Regions from separate parts of the Zea mays genome. Here region 2 is linked to region 1. Evidence: chromatin contacts called from public Hi-C data. All regions are on one chromosome and are shown on one strand. The core of a region is the stretch at or near the end of the contact, and the rest is flanking DNA. Distances in the headings are between cores, read along the strand shown. Region 1 overlaps LOC100284180 (40S ribosomal protein S24). Region 2 holds the start of LOC100280509 (RING finger and CHY zinc finger domain-containing protein 1).

The links. Hi-C and Micro-C count contacts between places; a contact is called where the count stands out from the background.
Region 2: a contact with region 1 is called in a Hi-C map of ear, with 2.2 times the contacts expected there. The contact joins the promoter of LOC100280509 here to the enhancer-like site in region 1. A contact is called at or near these places in 2 of 25 Hi-C or Micro-C datasets (ear and tassel).

The regions. Positions count from the first base shown.
Region 1 is chr3:207,053,084-207,057,077 of Zm-B73-REFERENCE-NAM-5.0, reverse strand. LOC100284180 (40S ribosomal protein S24) reads right to left here. Exons shown (of 5, transcript NM_001157076.2): 4 at 2,573-2,659; 5 at 2,085-2,448. The coding sequence ends at 2,419. LOC100279587 (hexokinase6) reads left to right here. Exons shown (of 9, transcript NM_001152584.2): 9 at 1-596. The coding sequence ends at 331. Among protein-coding and RNA genes, the nearest start is that of LOC100284180, 5.2 kb to the right of the region's middle. Within about 2 kb of position 1,832, at least 11 of the 20 cell types and tissues checked have an H3K27ac peak or open chromatin away from gene starts, as enhancers often do. A contact at or near this core is called in ear and tassel, where this site is marked.
Region 2 is chr3:207,255,739-207,259,732 of Zm-B73-REFERENCE-NAM-5.0, reverse strand. It overlaps LOC100280509 (RING finger and CHY zinc finger domain-containing protein 1), which reads left to right and starts at 1,654. Exons shown (of 12, transcript NM_001153429.2): 1 at 1,654-1,903; 2 at 2,067-2,621; 3 at 2,728-2,815; 4 at 3,323-3,382; 5 at 3,475-3,507; 6 at 3,595-3,672; 7 at 3,766-3,809; 8 at 3,894-3,934. The coding sequence starts at 2,449.

The DNA.
Region 1 (3,994 bases), core at 583-3,082:
TTTCAAAACAAGGAAATTGGTAGTGGATGTCTGCGAGGTTGTTGCCAGTCGCGCTGCACGACTTGCTGCTGCTGGGATACACGGCATCCTCAAAAAGCTTGGGCGAGACGTTGCCAGCCCAGACAAACAAAAGACGGTGATTGCTGTGGATGGCGGAGTTTACAAGCATTATACTTTCTTCGCCCAGTGCATGGAGAGCACTCTTAGAGACTTGCTTGGGGAGGGAGTGGCGTCCTCTTTAGTGATAAAACTTGCCGAAGATGGCTCAGGCACTGGAGCGGCGCTCTTGTCAGCCTCCTATTCTCAACGTCTCCAGGCCGTGGATGATTAATTTCTGCTTGTAGTTCCTTCAGATTCTGAAGGTATAGCAGGTATACAATTGCTCCAGTGGATATTTGTCTATAACGGTTATAACATTCAACTGCCACATTCTTTTTTCTGTCAGGCCTGTGCTCCTGCAGTGCCCATTTTTAAGGGGTTGTACACGTCACTTAAGACTCCCTTTCTTCTTTTCCTTAATATAACGCCTCTGTTGTGTATCCGACGAAGAGAAAACCTACAATGCCTATTCAGCTATAGAAAATTTGGTTCAAAGTTATTTGGATATTTTGTAGGGAATTTTTATTCAACAGTTGTGTTTGGACCTTTAGAATTTGCTTGACAAAGGTCGTACACACTGGTCGGACGTATAGCATTTTCGATTTTAAAATTGGCGGGGTCTGTTTATGCTAAGCAAAACGAACAATCAACTGATATCCTGTAAGAAGGTGCCCTAAAAAAGAGCTATATTTCACATCTGACAATCAACTGATATCAAGAGTTCTAAGAAGGTGAAATGAACAAACTATTTCACACCCGACATATTTCATTAACTTTAGCACAACTGCTCTTATACAACTAAAAGTTTCCTATTGAACGAAGAACAAAATTAGCATGCAGCAAACATAACAAAACGCAGATCTAATTAGCACGATAACATGTATAAAAAACGGGCAACTCAAAGCCTATCCTCGAACTCGGACAGAGGGATCATGTTCTTGAGACCCTTTTCTCTTCTTGTTGTCGCTGATGAGCTTCCTCGCCATGGATCCCTACTCGAGCGGATCAGAGTATAGATGGCCAAAAGGGTGGCACTGCATGACCCGGCCCGAGCACGATCGTAGCACGGCACAGCAGGCACGATTACTTAGTTGTGTCGTACTGTCGTGTCGTGCCACTGGACGTGCTCAGCCAAAGACACGAGCACGACCCGGTTAAAGATTAAGCGGGTCGTGCTGACAGGCTGACCCGTTTGGCACGCTGGGCCATTAGACACGACAAGAACAGAAAACACAGCTTGTGTTACACTTGCACAGGCATCATCACACACTGTCACAACAGATGATATATATAGATTAACTGAGCTAATGCAATGGATGTCTCATTAAAAACCTATCTATGACGAGCTCATGGTTGACGAAGGTCGCATCATGTTGACTCTCCATCACCGGCGCACCAGTTTCTCACGGCTAGGTCTACAAAATCCAAAAGAATAGGGTTTAGAGCAAGATTTAGAGAAAAAGCAACTTAGGGTTAGAGAGCAAGATCAAGGTTACTTGTTTACCTAGGCCGGAGCACCGGTTACGCCGGCAACAACACATGACAAACGTGCAACACGAGTAAATCCAGAGTCAGAGAAGATGCAAAGATCTAGAGCAAAGAACATAAAAAAACAGAGCCAAAATCCTCAAAACTTACACGTGTAGATGGCCAAACGGGCACAAACACACCGGCACAGTGGTCGGTGGAGGACTATATCTATAGAGGGACGTAGGACAGAGCCAGAGGACCTTATAGAAGAGACGAGAAGGCAGCCAAGGGGGGCGGACCAAGGAGAGGCGAGTAGGCGGCGACATAGATCCAGTCCACCGGCAACTAGATCTACGAGGAGTAGGCGGCGAGGCGACGTAGATCCAGTCCACCGAGTATTAGATACCAATAAGACTTGTAAGGCTATCTTCGTCAGCTTCCCTATCTCTTATTTCAAACTTCACTCTGCAAATAATGTCATATTGCAAATCCCTTATTTTACACAGCCCAGGGAAGACAACATAACTATCATGTTTTACACCATCGACATGAGCGGTGACAAATACTTGTTCCAAATGTTAACGTCAAGCCATAAACAAATGCAATGCAAATAAGGATGAACCTTGAAAACAAATGTCAAAACAAACCAGACTGCGCCACAACTAGAACAGGGACCGGGCAATTATGTTACGAGGCAATATTCAGACAAAACTTCACTTCAGTGCCGAGGAATTACAAAAAAAATCACTTCAGTGCCAAGGGTGGAACAAAACCTAACACGACCATAATTATGACATTGCAGCTAGACCACCCAGAGCCCAGAACAGTAATACAAATGTAAACGAACGTTTACTTCTTCTTGGCGTCACCAGCTTTGGTCTGTAAAAGACAGAAAGTGTATATTACATTAGCATATGTAAGCACTAGTGACACGGTAAGTCCACACTATAAACTGCACAAGAGAGCTGCAGGTAAGGAGTATCATTGTATGTAGATAACTCACCTTCTTGACACCACGGATCTTCTTGGCCCTGTTCTTCCGCTCCTTCATTTGCTTGCGGGACTTCTCAACCTTAGTAGCAAGACCATTCTGGCAAAACAGAACACAAAAAAGCAGTATAGTGAACATCCATCAGGTTCATGTCAATCAAAACTTACAATACAACAATAAAATATCATTTCGGGCATGCATTAATACGCTATTACTATTGAATACCAGCAAGGGAAAAGAGCTTCCAACGATATCTATATCACAAACAGTTCTTGTTCAACGTTGAAACTAGATTGCATCATGATATTGTCATCATAGACAAGTATCTGAAGTAGACTATTGTAATGTAAATGAAAATATTGCAATGACAAAATTGTGGTAAAAACAGTTTCTTAGCTCAGAACAGGAATGAAAGGCACACTAAAAAAACTGTAGTTTCGGCATAAAGGTTGCATGTCCTTTGGTTTCTACTAGCAGGATCTCAATCACAGGTACCATTTACAAATAAGAGTGCATATCGATATGAAACCATTTACAAAAAAAAGCAGTTGTTGGGGAGGTCTCCAGCCGAAGGTCAAGAATAATAAAATTTGTGTTTAGGTGATGTTTCAAGTCAAGGTTGTTGGCTTGACCCGAAGAAAATCCACCTCAGATCACTAAACCTTCATCACACTGCTTTGGGACATGCAGGCGAGCGAAAGGTGCATAGGGCCAAAGGTACTGATAGTAAAGCTTCAGCATCGAGAAAGAAAGCCTTCAGCCGAAGTCAGATCATAAAAGGAGCCTCAGCGAAAAGATGACATAAAAAGTTTCAGCGCAAACGTGTATCACATTTGCGCAGAGAAATAACATAAATGTTCCCCCTCGAATGTGAAACGTTATCGTGTGCAAAATAGGGACCAAAATGTAATTTCACACAAAGTTGTGTAAAGGCTCAACCCTATAAATTGGTTAGAGGTGAAGGCGTACATTTGCTAATTCTGCACTTGTCGTTACATTTGTGCCAGAAGACAGCTTCCAAAGGTATGAGGATGACGCTGAGGCTCATATTTATGAATGACTATCTTTTGTGTATCCCCTTTATGCGTAAAACTCATGTTTGCTTATATTAAGTACTCCTGCTTTGAATTATTGTTTGCTTTATACATGCCATCTTTGTCTGAACATAGGTCTTGTCCTCAAATTTTGATGCTCTTTCCTTCAGAAGAAGAATAATGGGTAACCTGCAAGTACTTTATGGTGAATTAGTTGCTTTATGTGCTAATTATACTCTGTCAATTCAAGAGGATAGAGTGAAATGGTGTATGGGTAACAAAGGTTTTACTGTTAATTCTTTATATAAGAAAAATTCGATTGATCAGGCGACTGTTCCTTACAGGTTCTTGTGGAAATCTAAGTTACCACAAAAAAATCAAAGTTTTCATTTGGCTGGTG
Region 2 (3,994 bases), core at 405-2,904, 200 kb before region 1:
CAGAGCTTATCCACCCGCTCCGGCCTCTGTTCTACCAAATGGCGACAGCTCCGCCCGGCACGACGCACGAAACCATGAAAAACGCACTCTCACAAGTGTGAGATATTTGGGATTTTGCCCACCTCAGGGCTTGTTCGGTTATTCCCAATACACCCTCAGGGCTTGTTCGGTTATTCCCAATACACATGGATTGGATGGGATTGAAAAAATTATGAAGAAGTTTGAGTTGTTTAGGATTCAAACCCATCCAATCCCGCTCAATCCACATGGATTGAGAGCTAACCGAACAAGCCCTCAACGTTGCTTGATTGCTAAAAATGTCAATTGAGTGTATGATTGGTGGGCCCGTTAGCGTTTTCGTCGTCGTCTTCTCACCGTCGCAATGATAAGGGCCTTTCAGTCGCGGTCCACTAGGCCCTACCCACGTCAGCCGCCCGAATCCTCCAGAAACCGTGTGCTCCCCGAAGCAGTTTAGATATCTTCCTCCCAACCTTCCCTGCCAAATCGCGGTCACTGCTCCGAAGTCCGAACCTTCATACACATCGTCTCGTTTCCGATTTCCCCAAATTCAGGCCACAGGCGCTACAGGACCCAGGCACCACTCGGTCGGCGGCCACCGCGTCGCCCCGCCTGCTCGATTGGGGTCGCGTGTGCGATAGGAAGTTCGTCATACGCCTCGCGGTTTTTCTAGTTTCCGTTTTGATTTCTATGCGCCCAATGTTTTGTCCGATTGATTGATCTGCTTAGGTACGTGAGACTGTCTCTATTGTTCGTGAGTGCGTAGATGGTGGGTGAGTCTGGTTGTTTAGATTTGTGACTGGTTGCTCGACTTGATTGTGCTGACTGATTGTTTCATCTATCGTGTAAGCTGTATTAATGTCTAATCCCTTAATTGCTTTGAAACCACTGCATGTGCTTGATTAGTTTGGTTTGTACCGACAGCTTTTGGTGCCTATTTGTGATGAGATTGAACATCCTGCTGCTTGTGTTTAATCTTCTAGGTTCGTGTTCTTGCTGTATGCGTGGTTAATGGTTGACTAGTACTTCTCTGATGCTGAGGATGATTGCTATTGATTGACTAGAATTTAACATTTCCCTGTGGGGAAGTAATCTCCTATGTTCTGTCGAAAGCAGCACACTCTGGCAACTGTATTGCTGCATATATTTTCCGTCAAAAAAATATTTGCTAAACATGAAAACCACACTTATTTTGCCTTTTCATCTCTCCTTGTGGCACAATACTATGGCCCAGTTTTGAACCTATGGCCCAACACTCTTAGCTAATAACTCAACTAATTGTTAACTAACTCGCAGCTAACAATTAGTTCATTAGCTGCCTCAATCCAGCTAACAATTTGTTAGCTGGCTAACTATTAGATTTAGGGGTTCCAAACATGACTGTATCAATTGACTTCCTCTGTTGGCCGACCTTTGCATATATCATCAATGAGCAGAAAAAAAACAGGTTTTGTTTTTGCTAAATTAAGGAGAAGTATCGCTCGAATTTAGCATCGTAATGGGGGAACACATCATCTTCTCGATGAATTCCGCTATATGCCCCAGCTATACCCAGATGAGAACAGGAAGGGACAGTTTGTGGACTACTTGCAGGCTATTGATTTATGTATTCTTTGGTAAAGAATCGGGAAGGGCATTTTTCTTATGCAGGTTGCATAACCACTGGTGATATGAGATGATCTCTATTCGCTTGGAAAGTAGAGATAGGTTAAATTTCGGTCTGAACGGTGAAACCTTAAATAAAATCTTAGGATGCTGTGTGAGAGAAGCATGCTGGCTCCCTCAAAGGTATGTTTGATTGAAGAATCAACGGATTGAAAATCTCTTATGGATAGAAGTGCTTATTAACTAAAGATTTTGAAGAAGAAGCTGCTGTCTGCTGGAGGTAGGCTTCCTTGAAATCTAACGTCTTAATGAACCTTTAAGATCATAACAACGTGCACGAGTGGTACATGCTAACACGTCGAAACCCTTGTCACGAAAGAATCATGTTTCTTTCTTCCTTCCATTTCCTGGCATTTGATGCTATGATGTGTTCCTCTTGCCAGAGAATGGTGTGGACAACGCGGTAAATTTGGTGCAGATGGATGGTGTGTTCAAATTGATCGGAGTTCTCTGGATGGATACCTATCGAGTAGTATAATTCCTCTCTCAGCTCACTGTCCAGACAATTAGTGCTATCTGTGACTGTTGGGCAATCAGGTTATCGAGATTTTGCTGGTTGGAGCTGTCCGGCATTGCTTTCATCTTTTATCAATATGCCGGTCTTTGGCAGCATATGGCGATTCAGAACTGTGCGCAGTGGTTTCCTCGAATTTAGGACCCCCCAACTGCATTCTGTATTGAGAACATTCCTGCTAAATACATGATACTTGCAGGTATTGTGTTGTGTTTGCAACGTGATAGCTTGTACTGGGAACAAAGGTCAAGATGGGCGCCTTGGACCTACACCTTGACTTTGCTTCTGCTCAACATGGACAAGCCAAGTTAAAGGAATATGCCAAGAGCTCTTTGTTGTCTGATGGAAACTACAATACAGACAAGATCAATGGTTCAAACCCTGATGACTATGAGAAATTTGAGAAAGGGATAATGCACTATGGGTATGTGTTTCACTTCTCCTTTGGCTGCCTTATGCATTTGGCATCTGCTTAGAGCATTGACTTACTTAATAGACTTCATGTATCAATTAACACATTTGAATGGCAGGTGTCCACATTATAGAAGGAGATGCCGCATAAGAGCTCCTTGCTGCAATGAAATTTTTGATTGCCGACACTGCCACAATGAAACTAAGGTACCGACTTTAGAGTTTTCATCCATTGCAGGATAGAAGTTCTTAGGATACTGAGTTATGACATCTTGCATCCAGTTTTCTATTTGTTTCATTGAGGTGTCAGTAATTAATTTTCTTCATGAGATTTAACTTGATGCCATTTGCATTGATGTGTTACCTTAACAATAGTGAAAATTCTGAAAACAAATTGTCATACACGATATGCTAATTTTGAAGTATGATAGTAGGTAGAATAGCTCTTGGTTTCTGCTCTAGATACTGTTGGTACTTTTGTAGACTAGTAGTTTGATGCAGCTAAAATTTCATCCACACCTGCCGCAACCTGTAACTCTGTCCAAAATCTATAGTTACTTATCTTATTTGACATGTTTTTTTAATATATTCCATACGTTATCTTCCCTTGAAGATCTTTGTGTCCTATTTTGTGCATGTGTGTGCCCATTATTATTTTTAAACTTATGAGCCATCTTAAATATTGGAAAATAATGTATGTACATCTATTAACAGAATTCCATTAAAATTGATAAAATGAAGAGGCATGAACTTCCACGCCATGAAGTGCAGCAGGTAAGTTTGGCCCCTAGGCCTACTTCCCTTCCACTCGCATGCTTCTTTTTGCATTCAACTTAATCTATATCTTCACTTTTATCTGTCATCAGGTTGTATGCTCATTGTGTGGCACTGAACAGGAGGTGTGTGACCGAACCTTTACTAATGATCTTTTACCAGACATTATATGTGTTTCACCTGTATCATCATGGTTCCTTGTCCGTTGGCAGGTGCGACAAGTATGTATCAATTGCGGTGTTTGCATGGGGAAATACTTCTGTGGTTTGTGCAAACTCTTCGACGATGATGTTAGTAATAGAGAGCTTGCTATTGTATCTCCTGTGTTTGCTTTTTGTAAGCGTTGGGGTATGCCTTACTAAAGGTTCTTTTTGCGATATTAGGTCTCTAAACAGCAGTATCACTGCAACGGATGTGGAATATGTAGGTGCGTATGTGATAACTTTCCAAGTAGACATGGTCTCGATGCAGGGTATGGAAAATAATACTTAAATTTTGGCTACATTTCCAGAATCGGAGGGAGGGAGAATTTCTTCCACTGTTCAAAATGTGGTAATGCTTCATGCCTGTAGTGTCTTACATTTCATTTTAAAGCCAATAAATATACTGTAT